Linked DNA regions of Mus musculus: all the other regions are linked to region 2. The links are chromatin contacts, called in public Hi-C, HiCAR-type and promoter capture Hi-C maps. All regions are on one chromosome and are shown on one strand. Each heading gives the region's core, a stretch centred on a gene start, on an enhancer-like site or on the middle of the called end of the contact. The rest is flanking DNA. Distances are from core to core; before and after follow the strand shown.

Region 1 (2,700 bases), core at 94-2,593, 2.9 Mb after region 2:
CTCTGTGAGTTCAAGGTCAGCCTGTCTGTTCTACACAATGAGTTCCATGAGAGCCAAAGGTACACAGTGTGATATTTTTAAAAAGGTATGTGTGTCTTTTTTTTTTTCAAATTTTTATTATTTTCTTCATTTACATTTCAAATGCTATCTGGGGAGTCCCCTATACCACGCCCCCCTGCTCCCCTCCCCACCCACTCCCACTTCTTGGCCCTGGCATTCCACTGTACTGAGGCATATAAATTTGCAAGACCAAGGGCCTCTCCTCCCAGTGATTGTCGAGTTGGCCATCTTCTGCTACATATGCAGCTAGAAACACGAGCTCCGGAGGTACTGGGTAGTTCATATTGTTGTTCCACCTATAGGGTTGTAGACCCCTTCAGCTCCTTGGGTACTTTCTCTAGCTCCTCCATTAGGGGCCCTGTGTTCCATCCAATAGATGACTGTGAACATCCACTTCTGTATTTGCCAGGCACTGGCAAAGCCTTACACGAGACAGCTATATCAGGGTCCTTTCAGCAAAATCTTGCTGGCATACGCAATAGTGTCTGCATTTGGTGGCTGATTATGGCACGGATCTCCAGGTGGGGCAGTCTCTGGATGGTCCATCCTTTTGTCTCAGCTCCAAACTGTGTCTCTGTAACTCCGTCCATGGGTATTTTGTTCGTTATTTTAAGGAGGAATGAAGTATCCACACGTTGGTCTTCCTTCCTCTTGATTTTCTTGTGTTTTGCGTGTGTGTGTGTGTGTGTGTGTGTGTGTGTGTGTCTTAACTGGCAGAGCACTTGTCTGTCATGCAGGGGGCGGGGTGGGGGGTGGGGACTGTCTAATCTCCAGCTCTAGTAACAAAAATAAAAGAAGTAAAAAATAAGTAAGAAACGGGGGTGTGTCTAGAGATAGAACATGGGCTTTACACATTTTAGACATCATGAGAAAATAAAGCTGGAAATGACACTGGGCATCCATCTTGGCGCATCTCAACTTTCACACTGCAACCGAGGCGCGCTGTGCAAAGTCAGTGACAATCCGCATTTCCAGACACAGTGGGTTCAGACCTTCCAGGCGCGCACGCGGGCCTCGTGTTCTCGGTTTCCGCGGCGACTCGGCCGACGTCACAGTTAGAAGACAATAGCGACTTTCCCCGCTCAGGCTCCTCGGGAACTTTCTCAGTCCGCACGCTCCAGGAGCCGGAGCTACCCTCCGCCCCGCCCCCAGCGTGCCCCGCGGCCAGGGAGCTCCACGAAGGGCGGGCGGAGGCCGCGGGTAGCGATTGGTTCCGTGCCAAGGTGGGCGTGGTCAGACTCAGGCCTATAAAAGCTCCGTGGCGCCAGGGCCTCGTTTTTTTGCGCGGTCCTTTCCTGCGGCGCCTTCCGTCCGTCGGCTTCTCGTCTTGCTCTCTCTGGTCCCTCCGGAGGAGGCCGCCGCGCGTCTCCCGGGGAAGCATGGCGATGAAAGCGGTGTGCGTGCTGAAGGGCGACGGTCCGGTGCAGGGAACCATCCACTTCGAGCAGAAGGCAAGGCCCGGGGCGCGGGGCGCAGGCCGCGGTGACGCGGCGCACCTGTGCGGGAGCACGCCACGCCCCCGCCACGGCCTGAGCCCGCTAAGTGCTGAGTCACCGTGGCCTGGGGCAGGGGCTGGGCGCCGGGAAGCGAGGCCCGGGGCGCCGCGGGGCCTTCCGGGCGGGCGGGGGCCTCCCCGCGCCCCGGAGCGGCTGGGCCTGCCCGGGAGAGCCGGCTTGGCATCCGTTATCCTTCTGGGGCTGCTGCTTTTCCGGTGTCCGTGTCCCACAGGCTCAGAGCCCCGTGGCCACCGGCTGCGATTGTTGTAAGAATATTTGAACCCGGTGGTGCCAGACCGGACTAAGGCCGCAGGACGCGTTTGCGGCACTTTAAAGCAAAGTCCTGGGCTGTTCTGTACTAGGTCAGGGTCGTGTCGCAAGGCGGAAAGAAAGAGATGGCCTTGGACAGCCGTCCCTTGCTTTGCACTCCAGAGAGAGACCCGGCTGTGGGTTTTTTCTACCACAGCGAGTTTCTGAGCACATTTTGGAAAAGTACATAGAGATATTTTCGAAAATACTGTGACCCTGCAAAAACACATGCGTCACAGGGAAGATGTGTGTGGTAAGGTTGTGTCCAGAGCCTTAGGGAGGTTACCGTTGTTGTATTCACCTTAATCCCGAGAGAATATTTGATAAATGAGCGTTATGTGCTCTCTGAAGTGGTGGACATACGTGTGAGAAGGCAGACACCATAGTGAATCCCAAGTGTTTGGTTTACGACGAGAACTGATAACGGCAATTTAGAGTTTTTCGTAACTAGCCTCGTTTCCAGCAGTTTCTTGGCATTGAAATGCGTTTTGTTGTTTTCCTGTGGAAGTTTTTTGTTTTTGTCTTTTTCTCCTCCCCACGTAATTCACTGTGAGAAAGACGAAGTTCGGCTGGGTCTTACCCCTGTGTGTGGGTTTCTGTCATCTTCCACCATGCCATGCCAGAGCAGCTCGCACTATTTTTGTGACGCTGCAAACTACACATCGCTGGTGCCCTTTGTACCCAATGAAACGATAGTTAAGCATTCCAGATTGGCAGTTGTAATCAAAGCTGGTTGATTTAACCTGTTGCCAACTTTTCAGAATCAGATTTTTCTACCCAAAGTTCATATTCCCTTATTCTGTTGCAAAAGTTGGACATTTAAAAAAAAAAAAAC
Region 2 (2,700 bases), core at 69-2,568:
ACTGAGAAAGAACGGCTATTTCATTTCATTGCTTGTATGCCAAAGACATTTTAAGGATGCATGTGAAAATAACAAATTCTCGCGGCACATGACACTCTAAAAAAATATTTCCGTATTATATTTAGATGTTTGTGCATGTGTGCACATGTATGCTGCCATACCCTTGGAGGTCTGAGAACTCTAAGAATAGGTTTTCTCCTTCCACTGTGTGAGTCTCAGGGACCTGCTCCATGTGCTCAGGTTTGGCAGCACCTACCTGCCTTTTACCAGCAGAGCTTTCTTGCCATTTTCAAGTCTGTATTTGTGATGCCGCCAGAGAACAGAAGATTTAACTCCCAGGAACTGGAGTTACTCTGTTTGTGAACCACCTGCTGTGGGTACTGGGGACCAAATTCTAGTCCTCAATAATAGCCTTATTCCAGAACCATCTCTCCAGCCCCTTACATTTTTTTAAAGACTATGATTTTCTGTATGTTATTTTTTTGCCTGTATGTATGGGCACAACAGTGACACTGACGCAGGAAGAGCAACAACCTGGAGCTGGGGTTATAGGGAGTTGTGAGCCACCAAACAAAGGTGCAGGAAACCAAACTTTTGTCTTCTTCAAGTGCAGTACAAGGTCTCAACCCCTGAGCACTTCCCCAGCCCTCCAAACCATTGTCTCTGTTTTGTTTCATTGTTTTTCGGAGACTGGATTTCTTTATGTAGCCCTGGCTGTCCTGGAACTCTCTTTGTAGAACAAGCAGAGATCTGCCTGCCTCGGTCTCCAGAGTGCTGGGATTAAAGGCAAGAGCCACCACAGCCCAGCCCAAACTATAATTTCAATGAATGAAAGTGTTATCCATGTATAATATTGTCAAATACAAAATAAAAATTAAAAGTCATAAAAGCTGGGCATGGTGCCACAGCTTTTATAGTCCCAGCACTCAGGAGACAGAGGCAGGTGGAGGATCACTATGAGTTCCTGGCCAGACTGGCCTACATAGTAAATTCCAAGACAGTGAGAATCTGTATAACAAAATTAAGCAAATAAAAGTAGTCATAATCTTATAGATGGGTATTTACATTTCAGTTGCTTAAAAAACAATAAATTTTGTAAACACTATTTTTGCAAGTGCTTACAAGTTTAAAAGGGAAGAAACTTTCCAAATGTCATTAGAATAAAGCAGTCACCTTAGTACAAAATAACTGACGATGCTCAATATTAGGGTAGCCGATAAAAGTAAGCACAAGTTGAAAACGGATGTTAGAGGTTGCTTAAAAGTTCCAGAGAGCCCAACAAGCTCTTTCACCCCAAACGCCACCCAGTGTAAGACAAAAGCGCATGCGCAGCAAGCCTGACGCGTGCGTACTCAACGCCCGCCCATAGGAAGCGGAAGGGAAAAGATGGCGGCGCCGAGTGTCCCCACGCCGTTGTACGGGCACGTGGGTCGCGGAGCCTTCCGCGACGTGTACGAGCCAGCGGAGGACACGTTCCTGTTACTGGACGCGCTCGAGGCGGCGGCGGCCGAGCTAGCAGGGTGCGAGGAGGGTGCGCGCCTCAGGGGGAGAGAACGGGGTGGCCGGGAGGCGGAAGCCGGAACTTGCCGCCCTCCTCCGGAAGTGGTGGGCCGGCCTACTTTCTGGTGATTGACAGCAGAGAGGGGTAAAGGAGGCGTGTCCGGCGGGCTGGGGTTAGAGCATCGCTCAGATGTTCCTGCGGCTTCAAGGTCACCCTGCCCTGCCTTTTAGCTGTTAATCTGAAGAATGTAAACGCGCCTCTGAGGAGCAGCCGGAGTTTAGCAACCAGAAGCAAGATGTCCCAAAACTTTCCTAATTTTCTATTTTAATTTTTTTAAGTGAATATGTAAAACTCGCCTTAGTGCAAGAATAACATCCTCTAGCAAAGGAAGAACACATAAGGATCAGTGAACTATTAAATTCACTCAACCTAGTCAAGGAACAACCACTAGCCGTCTGAGCACTTAAAGTGTTATTGCAACTGGGATTTTTTTGTTTTGTTTTGTTTTTTAATTGAACTGTTAGAATTTTAGTTGCATGTGGTTAGAACTATTAGGGAAGGTTTAAATAGTCACGTGCCTCCGCCGGTAGGATTTTCACTAGCCTGATTTGTTGAAGGATTGGCCATAGCTTTAATTGACATAAATAGTAAATGCCCACATGTTAACTTTTCTGAGAAAAGAATTTGAGCTGAGAACGGGAAAGATGGCTCAGCTGGTAAAGGCACTCGCTGTCAAGCCTGCAGACCTGAGTTCCGGCCTCAGAAACTACTACAGGTTGTTCTTGGAGGTTCAGTTACAATGCTGAGGACCATTCTGCACACATACATATAATCACTCTAATAAAATAGTTTGCCGAAAGAATATGGGTCATTAACTTAATGGCCAAGATTCCTACTGGGTGTCTCCAGAACGAAATAGCCATCATGTTTATTTATATTGTCACTTTTTTTCTGCCTATAAAACCAGTCTTTCTTCATAGATGGTGGAGCATTTTGAGCTACTGGAATATCTCGTGGAGCACTGAATTGTAACTTGAATGCTCAAAACAGCTCAGAAAAATTTACAGCTACAAATTGCATTGCTTCGTATGCTGTAATAGAGCTGACCTTGTTACAAAGGCTAGGAATTCTAGTTATTTTTGAGACCGTAATGATTATTTCCATAAAGAAGGCACCTGGTAAGATTCACAGACTTTACT
Region 3 (2,700 bases), core at 104-2,603, 2.6 Mb before region 2:
GATCCTTGGCTCTGTATTTTATCTCACTTCAGGGCCCCAAAGACAGACTTGGGGTTCACTGGAACTCTACAATGTGGCTATATCGAATCAATCAATCAATCAATCAATATCTCTCCCTTTCTCTTCTCAGTTTTCACGACTAATTTGACTCTTTTAATTGGATTGTCAAGGACAATTGACTTAACCTGTCTCTGAGCACAGGCCTTAAGTCTTTTTTTTTTTTTTTTTTTTTTTTTGCCTTAAGTCTTAAGTTAGATGACACCCTTACTCCCTTACTGTTTGTGAGTTTGGGCTACCAGCTCCATTTTTGCCTTTTTTTTTTTTTTTTTTTTTAACTTTGCTTTTCTTGCCCTCAGGGGTCTTCTGTCCCCTCCCCTTCCCCATGAGGGCCAAAGCTTTCATCACTGTTGCCCAGGCAACAGTGGGGATGCCTCATTCCTCACAGCTCTGCATATCTAAGTATATCTTAAGCCTTTGTCCGCAAGGCTGGCTCAATTCTTTGTAAGTGGTCCACCACTAAATCAGCCATCCTCTACACATAATTATTTATTATTTAGCTTTATTTAAAACGATTTTAAAAAATGTCTTCACCTGACAACGGCCTTTACACAGACGGGTCAATTTTCTTGAATGCCCCAGCCATCAGTTCTGGAGAGGAAATGTGAAAATCGCCTTTGCAAGTGCACGCTTCCGAAGTGCGGGTCAATTTTAAAGCACGCACTGGAGCATTCATAATGGATTTCCCTTTTAAAAGCACATGAGACCAAAAATAAACCTGACAAAAGGGCAGCTGTAGAGTTTTAACATGTGGAAAACTCCACAGGCGGCAGTTACATAACGGGGAAGAAACAAGATAAATATTTCACACCGTTAGATGAACTTCCAGATGACAACTAAGAAGCCAAGAGCCCAGAACACACCTTAACTCTCTAAGGGGTTGGGGGGACGGGGAGGACGGACTTGAAGCCAGAAGAGGCTAAGCCTGATGATAAAATCTGGGACCTGACTTGCAACTTGAGTGATGCCTTTGTCCCCCGCCCCCTCCGCCCCTCCCCACCCCCCCTTTCTAGAGGCAGGGGCTGAGCTCATGCCCCTATACTTTAAGAGCGCTTCGCCAGCGGTTTTGTCCGCTAGATAGAAATTTTCCAAAAAATATCTCCCACGCTAGGCAAAACACTGAAAAGGAAGTTTTTTTGCGCCAAGAGGAGAGACATGGCGAGACAGACCGAGCCACTACCGCTCCCAACACACACACACCCTGCCCATCCCACCCGGCTGCGCTCCTCCTGCCCCCAGCTCCTCGCCCTGGGGACAGCTGGCAGCCTAGCGCGGGACTAGACACAAAGCGGATCAGTCTGGGGGCGGGGGGCCGACCTGCAGGGTTCTCCCTCAAGAGGCTAGTCCTCTGCCGCCACTCGCTTAGGACCCTGCGGACACCGCGTCCCGCGTCCACGCCCTCCCCTCAACCCTCTTCCACCCTTCAAAAGAAGGACTGTCCCAGACACCACGTCCTAGGGCCAGAAGACCTGCCCCCACGACAGTCGCTGGAGACACCCCAGACCGGAGAGACTGACATCGGGACAGGACCCGCCCCTCTGCTTCCACCTCTCAGGGACCTCCTCTGCTCCGCCGCCGGGCGAAGTGCTGGGAGACCCAGCCGCCTGTCGCGCTCCTGCAGGGGGACCCTCAGCTAGGCAGCCAGCTGGCGCCCGCGTAGATGGCGAGGAGCCCCCAAGGCCTCCTGATGCTGCTGCTGCTACACTACTTGATCGTCGCCCTGGACTGTAAGTCTCTGGGGTAACAGTCCTTTCCACCCTCCGGTCTGGCTATACCAGCCTCCGGGACCCTCGCCTGCAGGCATGGCGCTCAGTGCTAGGGGGTCTGTCTCGGGGCGCCAGGCTTTGCAGTCTGGGAGCACGGAGGGTAATCTGGATGAGGGCAGGCTCTGGGCAGGGAGACTGAAGTCCTGTGCGTCTTGTAAATAGTGTTGGATCTGGGCAGTTAAGAATTGAAGAAAACAGACGATCCTCATCTCCTTGCAAAGTCCGAGGAAGTTTTCAAAGACACCGGGACGTGATCAGAATGCAAAACTCTCTAAGTATTCAAGATGCGAAGAGCCCAAGAAAGATGGCATCCGGGGTTGGCGAAGGCCACTCTTAAGTAGCTGCGGCTGAGGGATCAGTGGTTACGGTCCCAGCTGCCCCGGGCAAGGTGCTGGGTAAAGCACTTTAGAGGCGGTAGCGGGGTGAAATTAGCTGAGCCCCAGTAGCTTTTCGCCTTTACGCCTGCAAAACCGGCTTAGAGAAGTCTGTCCGCTCCAGCCAGCTGCCGTGTCCTCAGGGGATGTCCAGCCAGCGGGACTGGCTGTTAGGATTGTTAGAAAGGCGCAGGCGATGAATGAGCGAGCTGGCAGCTGGCATAGCTGCGGAGGCGTCCCAAAGCCAGTTTAGTTTCTCTGGGTACTTTGAAAGAGGATTTGCGCGGGTGCTGGCCTAATGTGATTTGAAATTTGATTTTTGTTTTCTTCGCGTTAACTTTTTAGGAAAAGGTAGGAAATTACTATCTATTTTTAAGTGAGGAAGTCCTTGTTGTTGTTGTTGTTGTTGTTGTTGATGATGATGATAAACACCCTCCCCCTCCCTGTTATCTTTTGTTCTGTTGGTTTCTTCACTAGGGAGGGGTAAATGTGTTATTGTTGAG
Region 4 (2,700 bases), core at 125-2,624, 2.6 Mb before region 2:
TTAAAACTGGTTACAGTGGCAAAGTTTGTTTGTATGTATGTATATGTGTGTGTATGTATGTATGTATGTATGTATGTATGTATGTATGTATGTATGTATATGTGTGTATGTATGTATGTATGTATGTATGTATGTATGTAGATATATGTGTGTATATGTATATGATGAAAGTTGAAGATGAGTATGAATATGATGCCCTTTCTTACAGCTCCAAAAGTTCATCTACCCTACTCTGTATGTGTGTGTCTGTGTGTGTGTGTTATATGTGTGAGATACATGTGTGTGTGTGTGTTACCACAAAAAAATTACTAAAAATAAAAAGATCCAGTATAGGACATATTCTTCTCTGAGTACCTTAGCTGATAACATTTTCCCTGGCAAATCAGCAAGACTAGACAGATTGTGACATTCTATGCCTCCCTTATACCTCAAAATATTATCCTGAAGAAAAGTCTAATTATATTCTCCTGGAATGTCCTTAGGTTTAGGCTATACCACAGAGAAATGGTGATATGCCACATAGTGAATGGGACCTGGACTTACGATTTGTCTGAACTAAATATAGTGCTTAAGGTTGGTCGAGATTTTTACCTAAGGTCAAAAGAGTTGATTGCAATAGCAATTCCTAACATTATATTTTATTATTTATTGAGACGGGGTCCAATATAGCCCAAGCTGACCCCAGAGGTGATAAGTAATTGGGAACAGCCCTGAGCTCATGATCCTCCTAAGTCCATCTCTCAAGTCCTGAGATCAAAGGCTGCACCAGTGTCCATGTATGTGGTACTTGGGAATCAAACCTAGGCTTTTCATGTAGATAGATGATAGATAGATAGATAGATAGATAGATAGATAGATAGATAGATAGATAGATAGATAGGTGTGTATGTGTGCACACATGTATGTATATATGTAATATACATATATATGTATATATGGCTATACATATATATGTATATATGGCTATATATATATAGCCAGATGTGGTGGTATATGGCTATAATTCCAGAATTTGGGAGACTGAAGTGTAAGGTCATGAGTTCAAGGCCAGCCTAGGTTATATAGGGCAACCTTGGCTACCTATACTAAATATATTCTTGGTAATACCTTTATTCAGATGGTATCTTTAAAGGATAGAAACAGAACTTATAGATAAGTTATTTACTTAAATTGGAATGGGGTTATGTAGGCACTCATGCACACATGCACAGTTGCATATATTCTCCCTAATGGGTCAATAATATGGCATGAAGTAGAACACTAGAATCTTAATAGATTTACTGAGGACTTACTGAGTTCAATGCACTATGAAGAGAAAAGGTATTATTACAGTCTTTCTTTTGGCTGAAATAAAATCCAAGATTGAAACTGTGTAATTCACAGACTTTCCTCATGAAACCAGCTCATCTGAGAAAACAGCAAAGTTTAAAAAAGAAATACTATCAGTAAGTATGATATATTTCCTTGGTTTGGAAATTTCCAAGCCACGATATTCTGCCCTGTCAAAATATATTCACTGGGGAATTTTTAACTTGATGCATTTCTTTTGAACTTAATCACATTTCTACATCTAGCTGGTTTCATTATTAAAGAAAAGAAAAGGTGGTTCCCCTCTGGTCCTAAAGGGAACCACAGACTTGAGTGATGCTTGAACTTCTAGGTTCGCGTACAGTAACACTGAAACCAGAAACTTGTGGGAGAAATGTCACTTTATCTGAGAGAGTAAAATCCAACTCTAACAGGAAACAGCAAATTCATCTTTTTTCTTTTTCTAAACCACTCTGCTGGAGACAAGTCCCTTGAGTCAGAGCTCTTTAAGGCGCACTTCCTTTACATGGGTCAAACTGAAGCCACCGGTTTGTGAGTCCCCAAAGGAATCACTGGAGGACAACAGGAGCATTTTCAGATACCTTTCAGGGCAGACCTGCCCTGGCTGTACCCCCTATCTTGAAGAAAAAGAAAAACGAATAAGGTGAAAATCGCAACTACTATTTATAGAATCAAAATGGGTTCATCCATTGAGTTTTAACTTTCAAAAATCATAAAGTACCATCCTAAATATCTGAGATTTCTTGAATTGCCTAGTGACCTGTGGGATGTACGTCAGAATATTACCCAGAACTGAAGTTGTGTCCTTTGAACTTCAGCATTGTAGAACTATGAACCGTGGCTGTGTTAAAAATGATACATGTATTCAAATATTTCCACAGAATTTAAAGTTTGATTTTATAATTAGTTTTTAAATTGCAAACCTTACAAAAATTTTCCAAAATTTACTTAGAAGCATTTCAGAGCTCTTTTCTTTCAAAGCTGAAGTCTACCTTGCCTTCAGATTCATAATCGTTCACTCTACTTTATAACTAACTGTGTGCGTACACACAACTATTTCTTTTTCTCTTTGCAGGTGCTGCAAACCAGGAAGGGGAAGTGTGTGGTTTAAGTTGCATATCCCTTATCCTCTGGCTGCTGGAGGCTTGCTGAAGGCTGTATGCTGTTAATGCTAATTGTGATAGGGGTTTTGGCCTCTGACTGACTCCTACCTGTTAGCATTAACAGGACACAAGGCCTGTTACTAGCACTCACATGGAACAAATGGCCACCGTGGGAGGATGACAAGTCCAAGAGTCACCCTGCTGGATGAACGTAGATGTCAGACTCTATCATTTAATGTGCTAGTCATAACCTGGTTACTAGGATAGT
Region 5 (2,700 bases), core at 193-2,692, 2.2 Mb before region 2:
CTAGAACATATTTGCTGTCAGATTCCTCTTCTCCTCTCAATGTCAACTGGAAGATCTACTCCTCGCTTCTAAAAAATATCTCCCTACTTGGAAAAGCAACAGATGCCGCTTAGTAAGTGGAGAATTATGATCAGTGGAATAACCACTCCACTGAACCGCCGTGAGAGCCAAAGGTATGTTCTAATTACTGTGCCTAAGAGATCCATTAAACAACAATGCCTCTAACCTGTAAGTCCCTTGCCCAAGGACAGATCCTTGCAGAGAGGCTGGAAGCAACTCCCTTAAACAAGTTTGCTTGACTCAACTGCACCAGATGCATGCAGACAGGAATTATCTCAGGATGTAGGACCTTTGGCCCAGATTGGATGGATGTAGGTAGGAGGTACACAAGCAGGAAGTACGTCTGGACCTACACTTGCTCTGGATGGCCCTGATGGGAAACATGGTGGCCTGTTGGGGTGGCCTTTTCAAACCTCTGCAGAAGGTTACTCTTTACTGTTTCCTGGGACCCCAAGAATGGACCCCGCCAGAGTTCATCATCCTGGCCAGTATTTAATTAAAAGCTTGCTTCAAATTTGGATCAAAAAATTCTTTCAGTGGTCTTAATCTCCACCAGTGGGATTAGCACCACCAGGTTATTTTTTTCAGAAATGTAAGTCAACAGTGCGGGCTAGAACCCATACTGTACACAGGTGGCTCTGCGTGGTTCGTGTGGTTTTGTGGAGGCTGCGTATGAAAATAACCTGTATGGATTGCTGCCGCCATCCTGAAACTGGAGATATTTTTCCCATGGGAAAACAGTGTTCGGTGCCAACAAACAAAACAGCCAGCTGAAACAGTAGGTGTTCAGCCATGGCTTCAAAAGCAAAGAGGCTACTTAAAAAAACGCTGAGCTAGAGCCACGGAAATATTACTCTTAAAAACACGGCTAACCTTTTTGGAAACAAACCTTTGCTATCAGGGAAAACAAAAAAGTTTGTTTTTTTTTTTCCTTGAGCCACAACACAGAGAGCAAAGACATGCCATGGACTTTCCTCATGGTACTGCAGCTAGATGTTGGCCTTAAATCAGCAGAGCTAAAATAAAGGTAAACATATGGACTTGACTTGGACCCATCTGCAGAGGGTGAATGGGGAAGTCTACCCCTCCAACCCCTACCATTTACAATGAAGGGAAGAGGCAGCGTCTGGAACAAGCTCTCTTTCTGCCTTTCAAACAGGGCGCTCCTTCTCTCCAGGAACTTTCTCTCCTTTTCATTATCAAGATCAGAATTCCTTATAGAACGGGTTTGGCAGCATTCTTCACCCCAGTCCCAGCTAAGAGGGGCTTGAACAAGGAGCTCTCTGTTTTCCTGGTTAAAAAGGCCAGCTTGGCAAGACGGGGCATGGATCCATCGCTTGGCCCCATCAGTGGATTTATGTCGTTTTAAGGTTTCTGGCTAATGAAGACCATCTGGTTTCTACATCCAAGCAGGCTTCTCACTGGCCTGAATAATTCTCTCTCGTATGGTGTAGTATTTGGTATTTTTTTCTTCTTTGGTGGGATTCTTGTATAAGCTCTTAAAAAAACAGACGGATTCTATTTCTATCCTATCCTTGGTTTTCCTTGCATAAATACTATTTGCTTGCTCATAACCTGAGCACAGTTCAATTACATTACTTACACACACACACACACACACACACACACACACACACACACACACACACACACTGTACACTCCAAGTTTCTTTTAAATTCAACCCTGAACGCCTTCTCCCCTTTCAAAGGTCATGAACTGATTTCCGTAATGACAATCTAGGAAGTTTGCCTGTGAGCTCCTTTTAAGGATGAATAATCACTATGAGCAAATTTTGCTACTCCAACCAAAAGACAAGACTCTGCGAGGGAGGGTCCCTCTAACCCATCATCCACAGAGAACATACGCAGAGCATCGTTTCGTCAATAACAGGAAACTAGGGCTTAAATTACAATCGAGGAAAGGAAAGAAAGTGCAAAGATCATTTAGGCCAACTTGAAGCAGGACTAGACTAAGATTTCATCCATGGCTAGAGTGTCAGAGGCAGAGAGAAGTTGGCCACTGTCTGTCAAAGGCAGATGCATATGTGTGTGGGGACAAAGGATAGAATTGCCCACCAAACACGTACAGAAAAGTGAACCACGACGGCTGTTAGAACCCTGCTCCTCAAATTACCCACATGGTGGTCACAGTAAGTCACAGTACCTTTACAGTATAGCCATGTCCAGCCTGAGTTCCAGCCTAGAAGGATCTGTTACAAAAGTGAGTAGAGAAGGGGGAGGGGAGGGGAAATAACCGCTCTCACAGACTTAATGTAGGTAGTTTTCACACCTGGAAACTCGTCATTCTTTGGAGTCACTTGCTGACATAGCTTCAAATTACAACTCAGCGCTCTTAGAAGCTTTTCCTGGCCTCTGTGGATGCCATGCTCTGCAAATGAGGGCCACACAGGTGTTCTCCAGCTGACCCCAAAACTCTGCCCCATCTCAAGGCTACTGAAGCATGCTCCCTGCTGATGCCCAGCAGGAAACCAAGAGGTCTATTGAAAGCAGCAGCGTTTATCATTCAACACCCACGAGATTAATAACTGCCGCTGAAAGCTTGCATTATAGGAAGGCCTAGCAAAGACTGGCAGGCAGACTGCTGCTTAACCAACTATAAATGGATTAGAAATTGGAATT

Evidence for each region. Promoter capture Hi-C pulls out the DNA fragments that hold promoters and counts their contacts. A called contact is a pair of places that touch in the nucleus more often than the background predicts. HiCAR-type assays count read pairs that join an accessible place to other places. Capture Hi-C pulls out chosen DNA fragments and counts their contacts.
Region 1: a contact with region 2 is called in a promoter capture Hi-C map of liver, with 4 times the contacts expected there. The contact joins the promoter of Sod1 here to the promoter of N6amt1 in region 2. A contact is called at or near these places in 2 of 39 promoter capture datasets (liver and pre-B cells), 1 of 115 datasets of contacts at active chromatin or transcription factors (astrocytes) and 1 of 9 other capture datasets (liver).
Region 3: a HiCAR-type map of astrocytes shows a contact between it and region 2, with 7 times the contacts expected there. The contact joins the promoter of Jam2 here to the promoter of N6amt1 in region 2. A contact is called at or near these places in 6 of 39 promoter capture datasets (cranial neural crest, embryonic stem cells, frontonasal cranial neural crest and 3 more), 6 of 115 datasets of contacts at active chromatin or transcription factors (astrocytes and embryonic stem cells) and 1 of 9 other capture datasets (embryonic stem cells).
Region 4: a contact with region 2 is called in a Hi-C map of B cells, with 5 read pairs. The contact joins the promoter of Mir155hg here to the promoter of N6amt1 in region 2. A contact is called at or near these places in 4 of 39 promoter capture datasets (hippocampal neurons, liver and maxillary cranial neural crest), 1 of 484 Hi-C or Micro-C datasets (B cells), 3 of 115 datasets of contacts at active chromatin or transcription factors (astrocytes, bone marrow-derived dendritic cells and large pre-B cells) and 1 of 9 other capture datasets (embryonic stem cells).
Region 5: a promoter capture Hi-C map of liver shows a contact between it and region 2, with 4 times the contacts expected there. The contact joins the enhancer-like site here to the promoter of N6amt1 in region 2. A contact is called at or near these places in 3 of 39 promoter capture datasets (cranial neural crest, hippocampal neurons and liver), 2 of 115 datasets of contacts at active chromatin or transcription factors (extraembryonic endoderm stem cells and trophoblast stem cells) and 2 of 9 other capture datasets (adipose tissue and embryonic stem cells).

The regions. Positions count from the first base shown.
Region 1 is chr16:90,219,419-90,222,118 of GRCm38.p6, forward strand. It overlaps Sod1 (superoxide dismutase 1, soluble), which reads left to right and starts at 1,344. Exons shown (of 5, transcript NM_011434.2): 1 at 1,344-1,511. The coding sequence starts at 1,440.
Region 2 is chr16:87,352,867-87,355,566 of GRCm38.p6, forward strand. N6amt1 (N-6 adenine-specific DNA methyltransferase 1 (putative)) reads left to right here and starts at 1,319. Exons shown (of 6, transcript NM_026366.2): 1 at 1,319-1,520. The coding sequence starts at 1,387.
Region 3 is chr16:84,772,770-84,775,469 of GRCm38.p6, forward strand. Jam2 (junction adhesion molecule 2) reads left to right here and starts at 1,354. Exons shown (of 10, transcript NM_023844.5): 1 at 1,354-1,784. The coding sequence starts at 1,718.
Region 4 is chr16:84,711,649-84,714,348 of GRCm38.p6, forward strand. Mir155hg (Mir155 host gene (non-protein coding)) reads left to right here and starts at 1,375. Exons shown (of 2, transcript NR_132106.1): 1 at 1,375-1,445; 2 at 2,405-2,700. Mir155 (microRNA 155) reads left to right here and starts at 2,492; the gene lies at 2,492-2,556.
Region 5 is chr16:85,127,094-85,129,793 of GRCm38.p6, forward strand. The region is part of intron 1 of App (amyloid beta (A4) precursor protein); the gene reads right to left. Among named protein-coding and RNA genes, the nearest start is that of App, 45 kb to the right of the region's middle. Within about 2 kb of position 1,443, at least 64 of the 459 cell types and tissues checked have an H3K27ac peak or open chromatin away from gene starts, as enhancers often do.